Linked DNA regions of Mus musculus: all the other regions are linked to region 3. A link is a contact called in public HiChIP or PLAC-seq and capture Hi-C data. All regions are on one chromosome and are shown on one strand. The core of a region is the stretch at or near the end of the contact, and the rest is flanking DNA. Distances in the headings are between cores, read along the strand shown. Region 1 holds the start of Slc4a3 (solute carrier family 4 (anion exchanger), member 3). Region 2 has its middle 110 kb from the start of Slc4a3. Region 3 holds the start of Pax3 (paired box 3). Region 4 holds the start of Tmem198 (transmembrane protein 198).

The links. HiChIP or PLAC-seq counts read pairs in DNA pulled down with a chosen protein or histone mark. Capture Hi-C pulls out chosen DNA fragments and counts their contacts.
Region 1: a capture Hi-C map of embryonic stem cells shows a contact between it and region 3, with 4 times the contacts expected there. The contact joins the promoter of Slc4a3 here to the promoter of Pax3 in region 3. A contact is called at or near these places in 2 of 39 promoter capture datasets (cranial neural crest and embryonic stem cells) and 1 of 9 other capture datasets (embryonic stem cells).
Region 2: an H3K4me3 HiChIP or PLAC-seq map of stem cell-derived neural progenitor cells shows a contact between it and region 3, with 6 times the contacts expected there. The contact joins the enhancer-like site here to the promoter of Pax3 in region 3. A contact is called at or near these places in 5 of 39 promoter capture datasets (the 3T3-L1 cell line, cranial neural crest, maxillary cranial neural crest and 2 more) and 3 of 115 datasets of contacts at active chromatin or transcription factors (astrocytes, neural tube and stem cell-derived neural progenitor cells).
Region 4: an H3K4me3 HiChIP or PLAC-seq map of embryonic stem cells shows a contact between it and region 3, with 5 times the contacts expected there. The contact joins the promoter of Tmem198 here to the promoter of Pax3 in region 3. A contact is called at or near these places in 2 of 115 datasets of contacts at active chromatin or transcription factors (astrocytes and embryonic stem cells).

The regions. Positions count from the first base shown.
Region 1 is chr1:75,545,194-75,548,385 of GRCm38.p6, reverse strand. It overlaps Slc4a3 (solute carrier family 4 (anion exchanger), member 3), which reads right to left and starts at 1,924. Exons shown (of 23, transcript NM_001357150.1): 1 at 1,773-1,924; 2 at 1,465-1,614; 3 at 988-1,153; 4 at 165-442; 5 at 1-70. The coding sequence starts at 1,515.
Region 2 is chr1:75,652,660-75,656,157 of GRCm38.p6, reverse strand. No RefSeq gene overlaps it. Among named protein-coding and RNA genes, the nearest start is that of Slc4a3, 110 kb to the right of the region's middle. Within about 2 kb of position 2,192, at least 60 of the 459 cell types and tissues checked have an H3K27ac peak or open chromatin away from gene starts, as enhancers often do. A contact at or near this core is called in stem cell-derived neural progenitor cells, where this site is marked.
Region 3 is chr1:78,195,466-78,198,717 of GRCm38.p6, reverse strand. Pax3 (paired box 3) reads left to right here and starts at 1,582. Exons shown (of 8, transcript NM_008781.4): 1 at 1,582-2,053; 2 at 3,232-3,252. The coding sequence starts at 1,969. RefSeq lists cis regulatory regions at 253-475, 631-863, an enhancer at 253-863 and a promoter at 28-2,018.
Region 4 is chr1:75,478,142-75,481,623 of GRCm38.p6, reverse strand. It overlaps Tmem198 (transmembrane protein 198), which reads right to left and starts at 2,092. Exons shown (of 5, transcript NM_177056.4): 1 at 1,739-2,092; 2 at 1,227-1,431. The coding sequence starts at 1,392. It overlaps Chpf (chondroitin polymerizing factor), which reads left to right and starts at 2,153. Exons shown (of 4, transcript NM_001001566.3): 1 at 2,153-2,832. The coding sequence starts at 2,519.

The sequences.
Region 1 (3,192 bases), core at 675-3,174, 2.7 Mb after region 3:
GCAAGGCCTTGGCACAGGGAGCCTTGACAGGAAGGCCTGGGCTGTCATCTTCATCACTTCCAATGGAGAACTGTGGACATACATGGACAGACTCATCACTCAGGAGCCACCTCGGTCACATCAGGTCTTGACCAGCCAGCCCTCTGTCCATGAGGAGACCCTACCTTTGCTTTCTGTGGGGGACCTGGGGGTAGAGGCTCCACAGGCTCTGCCTCAGACTCTCCCTCTTCTTCCTCTTCTTCCTCCTCCTCCTCTTCTGCTCCAGCTCCCCCCTCCTCCTGGATAGGGGGTGTCCCTTCTGATGGGGGAGCAGAGGTTTTCTCTTTCTTCCTCTTCCTCCTGGTGTGCCGAGCAGAGGTGGGGGGCGGTCGCCGAAGCTTGTGGGGTGGAGGCAGGCGGGCTGAGAGCGGGTGATGGGTGTGGTGGGATGTGTGCCGGTGAACTGGAGGTGCAGGAGAGTGGGTTGAGACCCCTGAAGCAGAGTGGGGCTTCCCCCACAAGGAGTTCACACCTTATTCTAGCGTGAGATCTAAAACAAAGGCACCCCCAGTCTTTCTTCTAGAGCCAGGACACCCCTCCCAACTATGCATCCCTGCTCCTGTCATTGGTGAGGCCAGGTGGAGTGGGGACAAGAGTGACATAGAGAGAAAGTCGCAAAGGGGAGTCGGGAGATGTGGTACCGAAGAAAGAGAGAAGCTGAGGGAAGACACATCAGGAAACACAGTGGGGCAGAGGGTGAGTGGGACCCAGTGCACGATGAAGGTCACTGAGAGAGACCTCAGGCGCATCTCCCCTACATCTCCCCTGACAGGTGAACAAGGTGATGATGGTATGAGAGGCAGGATGACTTAACATGGCATGGTGGCCCAGCACAGCGTCCAGCACAGGATGACACTGAGTGATCAAGCCGGAGGTGAGCGCAGTAATGGTGGCGATGAAGGTGATGGTGGTGAAGGCTGGGGTGCTAGGGGTCCCCAGGCTACCCACACTCAAAGTCCCGCTCGCTGTAGCTGCGGCTAGGCTTCTCGGGGTCCCAGGCCGGGGTCTTGCTGATGAGGTCCCCAAACCTGCTCACAGCCAAGGTCTTGCCCAAGTCATCATCTTCCTCTTCTACATCTGGACCCAGAGGGGGCTCCTCCAAGGGCACCCGGACCTGCAGGCCAGATAGCCTCTCCTAAGGACCCCTAGTTCATGAACACTCCCCACCCAACCCCAACTCCATACTTCAAGGGCCTTCCCAACACCTTCACCCTTGCCTGCATCAACATCCCCAAAACACCCTCTGAGGGCTTCCCCCCAGGTTGTGGGAGCACCAGCCACAAGTGCATGAAATACCGAAGACCCCCTATTCCTCTACACTACCAATACAGCTCTACATCTGGATCTGGTGGTCCCAGGGTCATCCAGAGGACACCCCGCCCATCCTGCCCCTCCTCCCCCACCCCACCCCCACGCATCAGTCACCTGGGGTAGGGGGGAGGCGCCCCCGGGCGGCGGGATCACCCCATTAGCCATGGCAGGGCTGAAGACTGAAGACTTAGGAGTCTCTCAATCACTATGGGACCCAAACCCTGGGTGAGAAGAAGGGGGCGCTGCAGAGACCTCTTGGGGAGCCTTGAGGAAGGAGGGCGGGGTCAGAAATTGCGCTGGTGGGCCCCCTCCGGGGTGCTCCATCCCGGTGCCCAGCCCGCTCTCCCTTCCGAGGCCCAACCCGGTCCATGTTAGTCCGCTGTCCCTACCCGGCCCGGCGCCCACGCCTTGCCCTTAAGTACCTCCGGGCTCCGGAACCTGCGGGGCTTGGGAGAGCCGCCGCGCCCCATGTCCCTCCCCGCAAGCTCCGGGGCGCGGCTGCCGGGTTCCCGTCCGGCCTCTCGCCGCGCAGAGCCCGGCCAGGCGGACGCAGGCGCCGGAGCCTGCAGTCCACGGCTCCACCTCCTAGCGCTCGGCTGTGCCAGCCCGCCGCCGCCCGGCCGCACAATGGGAGTGGACGATCCCTGACTTACCCCGACCAGGCCAGCGTGGGCCCCGCGCTCGGGTCCCCGCAGGATCCCACCTGCCCGCAAGACCCCTCTCCAGGCGCCCCACGCATTGCGGGGGGGGGGGAGGAGGGGCGGGTGCACGGCCCTAAATTCCCACAATCCCTCAAACACACTCCTCCACCTTGCTTTTAGCCACCCCTCCCTTTCCCTCAGGAGCCCTGGAGGAGACCCTCTTCGCACATACAAGCCTCTCCAGCTTGGACACGAGATCAGAGACCCCTGAAAGCCATTGCCCTCAACACCTCCAGCCTCAGCTCAACTGATGCCCTTCAAAGGCTGGCTTCTGGCGCTGGGCGCCACCCACCATTTGACCTTGGCACATTATCTACCCATCAGTAGCCAGAGGCAGCTGAAACAGGGGCATTCCAATTGGGCCAACCACTCTAAAATCCTGTGGCTAAGCTCTCACTGTTCCTCCACCCGAATCCCGCCCCTGCTCCTCCAACCGTGGAGGACCTATCTCACTTTCCAAGGTCAGAGAGATGTTCGCAAAGGGCACCTGGACACCCCCACCCCCCACCCCCAGTGTTCTCTGAGTCTCTGAAACTGGGCATCTAGAATAACCCATGCTCATAAAAGCCCTGAATGACAGTCCGTTTAAGCCAGACCCCTACACCTTAGAACAAACAAAGGGAGAAGAACTGGGGGTCAGCAGAAGGTGGGGTGGGAAGGAGGGGAGAGAAGCATGTACAAAGTAGAAGCTGCTCTGACCCCTGCGCTGCGAGATCTCAGCCCTACCCAAGGGAAGAGTGTACACACAGAGCCCTGGGGATTGCTTGAAGCAGCTGGTCGCATCCCATCTACAATCAGTTCAAACAGTTCAGGATCCCCAGGCCAGAGAAATGATCCTGCCACAACTAAGATGGATCTTCTGAGAGCTGGGCATGGAGGTACCCGGCTTTAATTCCATCGCTTAAAAGGCTGAGAGCCTGGCAGTGGTGGCACACGCCTTTAATATCCACACTTTGGAGGCAGAGGCAGGCGGATTTCTGAGTTCGAGGCCAGCCTGGTCTACAGAGTGAGTTCCAGGACAGCCAGGGCTACACAGAGAAACCCTGTCTCGAAAAACAAAAACAAACGAAAAAGGCTGAGTAGTCTCTAGGGGTTCAAGGCAAAACCTGGTCTACACACTGAGTTCCAGCCAGCCAGCGCT
Region 2 (3,498 bases), core at 943-3,442, 2.5 Mb after region 3:
GTCTTTGCATGCAAGCATCTTGCTTCCAGAAGTTTCCTGATAAATGCAAATGTACACAGAAGACTAGCATGTGCTCAGACTTCTTTTCCCAGTGTCACCAACATTTTCCACCCCCTACCCGGAACCCCCCCCCCCCATTGCTCCTCCCCAGGTCTCTAAGTACAGAACAAAGGCTTCTAAGAAACACAAGAACTTCCCCATCAAGAGAGAGATAGGAATCATTTTTTTTTAAGAAAAACACTTAGAGAGGAATAAAAAGTTCACAAACACGCATGCTCTTCGACTTACACTCTATTTTGTGTCTTCAACCAGACGAAGACAAGGGAATCAGAGGAAAAAAAAAATCAGTTGGCAAGAAGAAAATAGGAGGTAATACAGAGAACTTTTTAAATCCACTATTTTATGAGAGTTTTTAGAAAGAGCATGCCTCTGCCTTTAAGGAATTATGAATCCCATCGCTGTTTCAGTTGGCCACCGGAAATCTCCTCAAATTATGACACAGATTTATTATTTAATTACAAATGGGTAAGCATTAATTGTGAGTGGGGAAATTCTGAAGGGTAATTGAAGCTTGGATCAGAATGAGGACGAGGTCTCGGTCCTCCTTATGGGGACATGGGGAAGCAGGAAAAAAAAAATCATGACTTTACCCCACACTAGCAGCAATTGGACCAGGTAGAAGAGTTTCCTAAATACATCTGGTAAACCTGAGACGGTGATTAAAGGAGACTATGTCCTCGCATTTCTTCTTGCTCCAAATGTTTTTAAAACCATCAGTTGCCATTTGCTATGGACTTAATTGTGGGCCCACAGTAGTTTGTATACTGCATCCCTAGTCCCCAGTTAGACTTATTTGGATGTCGGGCTTTAGGGAGGTATTAAAGGTTCATGGAGTCCTAGGGCCCTAACCCGTTAGTAGTGTGTCCTTGTAGGAAGAGTTAATAGACACTCCATGGAGAAAGACCCTTCCATGGCCATACAGGGGGGAAAAAAGGCTATCTAGAAGCTGGGAAGAGAGCCCTCACCATAAATTAAGTTTGTGGGGCTTCTCGCCTCCACAGAGAGAATATAAATGCCAGTCACTTAAGCCTCCCAGTGTGCAAAGTCTCTTTATGGCACCCTGAGCAGCTAATGCAACATCTGTGCAAAAGAAATGTTCTGCCCAAGGGATGAGGCTCGCTGAGGCAGTCAACAAACAGGAGTGAACCATCGTCTAGACAATGGTTTTATAGCAGAAGCTGTGATAGCGTCCTCAACAGGATTCTCCCCACAGCAGCTCTAAGCCTCTGCTTCCACAACCTCCCTCCAATGCTGGCACCAACTTAGGTGCGCCCTCCTCAGCCTGAGGAGGAACAGTGCTCAGTACCCAGGCAATGGGTACTGACTGTCTTCTCCCTTGAGTTTGCCTCCGAAGCAGTCGGAGCCGTGCCGTGGAGTCCAGGCTCGGCCTATCAGGGAGTAAAACAATGTCGCCGTGGAGAACCGGAAAACGACAATCGTTCCTGACAAGCACTCCATGAGCGCATGCGGCCTAGGTGCACCTACACCTGGACGGCTTTCTGAGTCCTAAAGGACTGGTAAAGACTGGTGTCTAGGCCAGGGACAATGTCAGGGGACACACACCTTCAGGAGGCCAGAGTTTCACAGTGTGAGGGCGATAAAGGGATGTTAAATAAAACTGGGGAGACAGGAAGGAAAAATAGCTAGGCCAAACGTTAATTTCAGGAGAGGAATCGGATTGAGGCTGAAAGCTGGAATAATCCCCTCAGCTTTTGACTAAACTCTAGCTAGAAGAGCAGAAATCTATACTTGATCATTTAAAAAGAAACAACTTTTGCTTCAAAGCTTTTAAAGAAAGATAAGAAAAAGGAGGAATTTTTTTCCTTCCCTACAAATATTTGCATTTTTTTTTTAATTTGACACTTTTAACGTCAGGCAACAGGGGACTATGGTTTGATTGGTTGGTTGGTTTTGGATACAACCGAGGGTCACAAAGGCAAGAGTACTCATACATCAGCAAACAGGACGAAGTCGTGTGATTTTTTAGTGCCTCAAATACGCCCACCAAGGCTGATGTCTAATTGCCAATGGTCCAACAATCAGTTCACAAAATTCCTGGCTACTTAACCAGTCTCTAGCAAGTACACCAGCTGGCTCCAGCACACTTTTGCAAGGCATTCTGGGTAAGCAGATGGCAGCTGGCCCAGCACAAAACCACAGACCAGAGAAACCAAGGTTTCAGAGGGCGATGTGAGGAAGCCCAATAGATCTTCCTCCCCTGGATGCAGCTCCTCGCAGGCACTACAGGGAGCTACGGACCTAGTCATTAAGCTACCCACCACCTAAGGAAGAGACACATTCCGTTCTTTAGGAAGGGTTGCCTAGACCCCGGCGCACTGTGATGGCGCCACCTGGTGGCCAAAGGAAAAACAGCCACGGAGAATCTCAGATTTCCACCACGTTTTTAAAATTCTGTATGAAATTGGTATTTCAGGAAAGAAAAAGAGTGGGGGAGGGGAATCGAAGGGAGGGACAGAAAAGGACTGGAAGGGGGTGCTACAGGAAGGGAGGGAAGGGGGAAGGAGGAGATGGGATGGAAGAGTTAGAAAAGATCTTAGCTAATCATTGGCAAACCAAAAGCTCAACTTTCCCAGGCACTTCCTAAAAATGCCCACTATGTCCCCCATAAAGAAAGATATTAAAAATGAATTACTGAAATACTTTTAATGATTTGGCCAGACAAACGCTGAGTGGTTTACCTCACTACTAGACAGTTCCATCACTCAGCTGTCGTGACCATCTATAGATACTTATGACTGGCCTATACTTTGGATATTCATGTATAATTCATCTAAATTCATTCTATGGCCCAACCTTCGAAAGAACTGCTAGCATATGCTTTTGTTTCCATAACAAAGCCAAACACAGAAGCCAGGGTAGGGTATGTACCTCTCCAGCTTAACCCTCAGTGCCTGGCACTGGCCTCTCTGCTTGGCCAGGGTTCAATACAGCCTGGTCCTAGTTAGTTCCTGGTTCCTCTGCAGAAACTCTCTCTAAAGGTTCATGCCAGTCACCTGCAGGTATTTATAGAAATCTAAGCTTTGGTTCATAAGTCAGAGAACTGGGCAGAATTGGAGCTGGCACCAGTAAGCATTAGAGTAATAGTTGATGAAACAGATTAATTAAAGAAATGCATTAACATGCATAACCGAGTGGCTCTTATTATATGTATGTGAGTTGTCCAGCTAGAGTAAAACATTTAAACTCTGTGTCTGTCTGTGTGTGTGTGTGCGCGCGCGCGTGCATGTGTGCGTGCATGTGTGTAAGAAAGCAGAGCTCGCCTTGATGATGTGTATTATTTCCACAGCCTCTGGCTGAGCTTCAAGCTCAAAACACCTTTGACTAAACACTCAGAAGCCGGTTACTGGGATCGATAAAGGAGAAAGAGTGACCTCTGCTGGCCAAGTGAGATTTTTTTTTCCCCAGCCTCTGGTCAAT
Region 3 (3,252 bases), core at 333-2,832:
ACAGCTTCTGGACTCTCTCTCCACTGTGAGCTCTAATGCTCCTCCCCAAATGTGGGTGGGTGGGGGTGGGGTGTCCAGACATTTTCTGGAGTCCCCAGAGGCCCGTCTCGCCTGCTCCCAGGGTCGATAAGCCCTTTTGACTTCAGGGGGAGCAAAGAGCTACCCAGCTTTCTCCACTGGGAGTGAACTCTTAAAGGGCCAGCTCAGGGACTTTGAACAACTACACGCACGCCCCCCCCCCTTGAGTTTGCCTTAATTAGGGGGTGGGCAAGTAGGATTGGGGGCCTGAGTTCACATCAAAACTGTCAAAGGAGATGGGGGGGGGGAGGACATGGAGAGAGGGTTGGAGGATTCAGGGGCAGGAAAAATTCAAATATCATAAAAAGAAAAGGGAACTTGAAGCCCAGAAGTCATTGTTTCCTTTATTTCAAAGGGGAAAAAACCTGCCTGATTCTCATCCTTTTGATTGATTAAGGCCCTGAATACCTCTCGGCCCCAGAGTGACAGTCCCTGAATAGACTTGAGGGAATAAAGAGCAGCGCAGAACGTGGGGCTGGCACGGGAGGGGGGTGTAAGGGAGGAGTGTTCGCTGGCACTTACCAAGTTATAAATAAAAGGCTAGGCACAATGGTACCTTCTCTAAGGACAGACAGTCTTTACAACACTCCTGGCGTCATATCCTGCTGGGGACACTTCAGCTCCTAGCCAAGACGTTGCTTCTTTTATTTTTCCAGCAGTTTAGTCTGAATGCCATAATAAATTCCTGAGAACAAACGCTGCACCCGGGCAAAACCTCAACATATAGATGCAAGTGCATCGGGGATGAATGTGTACGTGGAGATTTAAAGTCCCCGCTTCTCAGAAGGGTTTTTAAACCAAGAAAAGGAGCTGGCTTCCCCATTGCTTGCAACTTGGAGCCCAGGGGAGGCCTAACCTCTTCAGTCTCTGTCATGGCTATGCCACCTGTCTTTCATTCCCAGCCTAAGAAAGACAAAAGGACCTTCTGGGCACATCTTGGACTCTTCCTGAGAGATGCCTTTCTGGGAGGCTCACATAGGGAGCTCAGGCCCAGAGGCAGACCAGAGAAAGGAAAAGGAAACACATCCGGAATTCTCTGTGCCCCTTTCCAAATTTGCTCCACCGCCATCTCCGTATTAGTAATCCCGAAGCGAAATCCACAGGTGAAAAGCAGGGGCAGACAGAGGAAATAAGGGGCGGATATAGCAAGGTTTCCAGAGAAAGGCGGAAAGAGATTAGGACAGAGTAATAGAAAACCAAGATGATCAAGGCTGAATCTCATGTAGAGGGACAGGGACACCGCGAGCCTTTTTCCATCCTCACTGGCTCTTGCCACCCAAGCTGCCTCTCCTAGTTTCAACCTGTCCACCCTTCTCTTGAGAAAGGGACACAGAGCTAGTCCCCCTCTGGGTCGGCGGAGGCCTGGGGACCGTCAGGGATGGGAAGAGAAAGTAGCTTCTGTCGCCCAATCAGCGCGTGTCTTTGCCACCCGGGACGGTCTCCTCCTCGGCCAATCGCAGCTCAGGGCTCCTGATCAAGCTTTGGGTGAAAGAACTAATAAATGCTCCCTAGTCCGGATCCCTGCACTCGGTGTCACGACGGGAGGAGACTTGGGACGTGTTCCTGCCTCGTCACCACCCTCCCTCACCCGATCTTCGCGGTGCAGTGAGCACCTTTGCCAGTAGCCCCAGCTGAGGGGCCGATCTGCTAGACTCGCACCAAACTCGTCCGCCCTGGGCTTGGGATCCTGCACTCAAGGGACTCCTCTGGAGCCTGTGGACTTGGATCTATTAGCGCCCCCCTCCCCGCGCCCCGCCTCCCTCTCTGGCCTTTTTTGGGGGAGGAGCTCTCCGAGATCCGGAGAGTTCCCGAGGGTCACCCGCCGCACTGTGCTCGCTTTTTCGTCTCGCCTTCACCTGGATATAATTTGCGAGCGAAGCTGCCCCCAGGATGACCACGCTGGCCGGCGCTGTGCCCAGGATGATGCGGCCCGGCCCGGGGCAGAATTACCCACGCAGCGGCTTCCCGCTGGAAGGTATGTTAGGGCCTCAGCTCGTCCGGATCCCCGGGCCTGGGATTGGCTGCCGCACCCCAATCCTGGTCTCCAGGGCCTCCACTCGTGCCTTACCGGGAGCCTCTTCCCGTGGTACTTCTCAACCCAAGAAGCAAAAGTGGGGAGGGGGTTCTCGTGGAGAGCGGGAGAAGCCCCATTTCACGTTCTGGCTGCAAACGGAGTGCTAAGCTCACTACAAGCTCTCGGAGCTTGCCTGGCCTGCTCCTGCCGGCTCCACTTTGCCCTGTTGTTTCGGAATTGCTGCCGTGAGAAAGGTGAACAAGCTTCGCAGCGCCGGAAGCAAGTTCTCTTTCTGTTCACCTAAAGTTGCTACGAAATTGTGCGGGCTGCGTTCACTTTTGAATAACTACTATTAGTTCGGCAAGAATTTTCCTGCTGTGAAAAATTCTGGTGGCCCTTCCTAGTTGAAAAGTTTTAGCATTGATTAGCAAATTCCACTCAACTCAAGTGGCATCTCGAAGTTTCTAAAATGGTTGGCAATGCCTTTCGGTTTGCTTAAAGGTGCTGGGAAATTTCGGGGAGGTAGAAATTACTGCAAACCCGAACCCGACCAAATAATTTGGGAAGTAAAAGCAGGAGACTGGGGTTCTGGAGGAGCCCTTCGACCTCGATCCAGAGTAAAACGTGACGTGCAAGGGCGGTCATTTCGGCAGTGGTGTCCACAGCTAGGCTCGCTGCCATTTTTATTTTTTAAGTGTAACAGGTGATACCTGCTGTCACCTGTGTCTCCTTTCGGGAGCCTCCCCAACCCTTGCCTACTATACCCTTATCGGGACCTCTGCCTTCTCAGGACTTTGAGGCAGTTATCGCAAGACATTTTAGACATCAGTCCTAGGTCTCCCTCCAACTTGCAGCACAGCCCCCCTCCCCCAAATAAAAGAGAAAATACAGTTTCTCTACAGCCAGTTACCTCATTCCGATCGCTCAATTTCCAAAAGATTATATGACCTTGCATCGGGTAATTATTTGAATAAATAGAACCTTAAGGGTCCGGGACTGGGAGCCCAGAGCTTGGTGGTTTGTGTTTTAACTGTCACAGGCAAATTGGCCAGAAGGATGCAGAATTAGGTTCTTTTTGCTGCTTTCTATTCTTCCTAAATGACTTTCTCGGGCTCTCTCCTTTCGCCATCTCTTCCCAGTGTCCACCCCTCTTGGCCAGG
Region 4 (3,482 bases), core at 843-3,342, 2.7 Mb after region 3:
AGAGGCTCTGAATCCCTGGTAGGGGCATCCAAGATGGGTAGGATGATTACTAGAGCTGAGGGCAAGGGATGAAGCTATCCAGAGCACCATGCAGAGGGAGGAGGTACCCAGAGCAGGAGGGGGGAATCTTTGGACACCCATACATATCCTAAATCCTTGTGGGGGACATTTTCCCTGCCCACTCTGCAAAATGTAAGAGAAAGACCATCTGATCCCATATTCCACACCCTATATTCCCAACTATTCTAACACACTTCTGGCAAACCACCCCAGCCTCTCTGCCCAAACTGGTTCTGATACATATAATCTTGAAGGCTGCCTTTGGGTCCCTACTCATAGAAGGCTCTCTCCACTGTGAAGTTCTGTAACTTCCTGAAGAATCCACTGGGCGTTTATTTACTCAAAGCTGACACTAGCCCATAGGTCACCTTTGTGAAAATGAGAAAAAGGCATACTGTTTTGTAGAGAAGCCAGCCTTGGTCCAAGACCTTGAGAGTTGTCAAATGGACCCCCACACACCTGTTCGACTGAGCGGCAGTTAGTGCTCACCCACCCAACCTCACTGAACTATGTAATCCATGCTGGCCTTGAGCCTCCCTTCCCTTGCTTTGGCTTCCTGGATGCTGGGATTACAGGCATACCACGCCCTCCCCCATACAACTCTTCACAGTAACCATTCTTATGGGAATCTGCCTTGTAGGCGATCTCCATTTGTATGACTACCATCCAGCCCACTCTGATATGTATCACAAGTGTGAATATTCCAGGTCTCGCCCCCACCATGCAATATGCCCTGTGGTAAGGAACCATGCTAAGAGTTTTTATTATTTTATTTTAGTCTGCTTATCCTAAGTGATCCAAACATATCTTCGCTACGATAGTCATTATTCTTTGACCACCTACTAATTCTTGTCTATATGAGACAAACACTGTTGTCTTTGTCCAAGTGAAAAAGCTGAGACCCAGGTTAACATGCCCATTACATCACAGTGACTAACATACAGAGCCCGGTTCAAACTCAAAGAGCCTAATTCAAAACCTGCTCTCTGTAGAATCTAGAGTCAATGATCTACAAATATACTTGTGATCAGCAAGAGAATGATACCGCCATGAGGGTGGGGTGGGGGTGGGGGTGGGATGGGGTGGAAATGATTCTCGAGACACCAGAAAAAGGAACTTTAGGGAAACAGTAGAAGGCCACAGGTGAGGAACGAGGGGGATCTCACCAAAGAAGCAGTAGACGACTCCAAACAAACAGCACATGATGCAGACGAGGGCCGGCAGTGCCTGATACCTGCGCTCCAGAGGCTGTTCACAAGGTGCACCCCAGAAGGTGTCATCCGGCTCCGGGGGCAGCAGCTGAAACCGCAGAGTTTCCATAGTACCCGGCATAGCGCCGGGAATGGAAGGGGGTCACCCTCCCAGGACAACCTGACAGGGAGGAAATTGGGGTCAAGAGTCAGTTGTGGGTCTCCACTACAATAACAGTGCGAGTGGGGGAATTCAGCAAGGGCACAGTGGACAAAGGAATGGTTGCCCACATCAGGCAGCTCTAGAAGCATCTCTGGAACGGGGAGCAGAGACAAAGGGAAACAAGTGCCTGGCTAGAGGCGGCTGGGATGGACTTAAAAGAGGGACTAGATGGGGCTAGACGAGGAGAGGGAGGGTGCCGCTGGCAAAAAGAGGCAGCCTGAGCACCATCTGTGGGAGGCTCAATTTGGAATTGTCCAAGATCTACCTGGGCCGGAGGTGACCGGAGCTTCCGAGCAAAGGAGGGTGTGCAGGGGCCGGAGGAGCCGGGGTTGTAGGACACCAGAGGCTCTGACTGACTGGGGTCCGGGCAAAGTCTGCCGTGCGAAGGGGGCTGCTGGGCCGGAGAGACGGGTCTCTGTGCGACGGCGTCGTCGCCCCACCTCCGACACCGGCTGGCACTGCAGCTCCACAGACTCGCGCCCGGCTCGGGGAAGGGAAAGGAGCAGGAGCTCGGGCTGTCCCGGAGCCGCGGCCCCATGCCCTGAGCCCGCTGGCGGCCTTTGGTGCTGATGGACAGCTCCGGCCTCTGCTCCTGACGTCACTCAGGGTGCACCATCCTGGCAGGGGCGGGCTGCTTCTGACGTCATCCGGGACGCACCAACCACGCAGGGGGGAGACAGGGGACTCCGCCCCCGGCGTCTGCCTCTCCGGCGCTGAGGAGGGGGCACTTCCGGGGGTCCTTCCCCTTTAACCTCCTCCCCTTCGTCCCTCTCCGCTAGCTGACGGCTAGACCCCACCTCGGGGGCGGGGCCCTGTCGGTGACACGTCGGACAGCGGCCGCCTTGGAGGCCCGGGCGCGCAGTGCTGCTCTAAGGGCGGCCGACCCGCCCGGGGATTCCGGGCTTGAGCTCCTACCTCTGCTCGGCGGGGAGGGAGCGGGCCCGCCTGCTGGGCCTGGGCCCTCCGGATCCGCCCCCTCTTCGGTCCCGCCCCCTCGGAGCCGCCTCGGGCTACGCGGGGGCCGGGGACCCGCTGTCGGGACGCCATGCGGGCGTCGCTGCTGCTGTCCGTGCTGCGGCCCGCGGGGCCCGTGGCCGTGGGCATCTCTCTGGGCTTCACCCTGAGCCTGCTCAGCGTCACCTGGGTGGAGGAGCCTTGCGGACCCGGGCCGCCCCAACCCGGAGACTCTGAGCTGCCGCCGCGCGGCAACACCAACGCGGCGCGCCGGCCCAACTCGGTGCAGCCCGGATCCGAGCGCGAGAGGCCCGGGGCCGGCGCAGGCACCGGTGAGAGCTGGGAGCCTCGTGTCTTGCCCTACCATCCCGCGCAGCCAGGCCAGGCCACCAAGAAGGCCGTCAGGTACTGATCCACTCCGTCCGCCCTAACACCCCCCCCCCCCCCCCCGCAGGCACCAGCCAGGATGCGCGCGCTAGGGAGGCCGCCAGAGGCCGGGTCAGGCTCCGGAAGGAAGGGGCCGGCCGGCCAGGAAGTCCTTGGGCCTCGATTACTTCCTATGACCCTGCTTGCAGGGAGACAGAGGGCCAGTTTGAAGCTTTTTCTGGATCCCGTCCGGATCTGAGCTGAGCTAAACCGACTCCACCCAATTATACTCCAAAGACCCTCTTAGCCCCCCACTGGTCTGTTTAGGATTAGAAAAATGAGTGTTAAAGAGGATAAGTGTATAAAGAGGGGGAAAGAAAAAGGAGGGAACTGGAATTTACCTGTATTTCATTCCTAGATGGGTTTCAAGGGCCACCTTGGGATGAGATGGGAGAGGGAGGAATGTACTCATCACATTGATGTCTCTGCCCACGCATTGAAGTAATTTCTTCTAAGTAACAGTGAATTCCAGTTGTACAACTTACCTTCTACCTTAGGAAGGTGAGTCACTGCCTTAGTTTGCCCCTCTCCAAAAGACATTCTCTACACCACTATGCCGTATGCTTCTACACATCATTTATAGGACATATTGGGGGGGCGGGGCTGACAGCATATTCATGTTGCAGGGA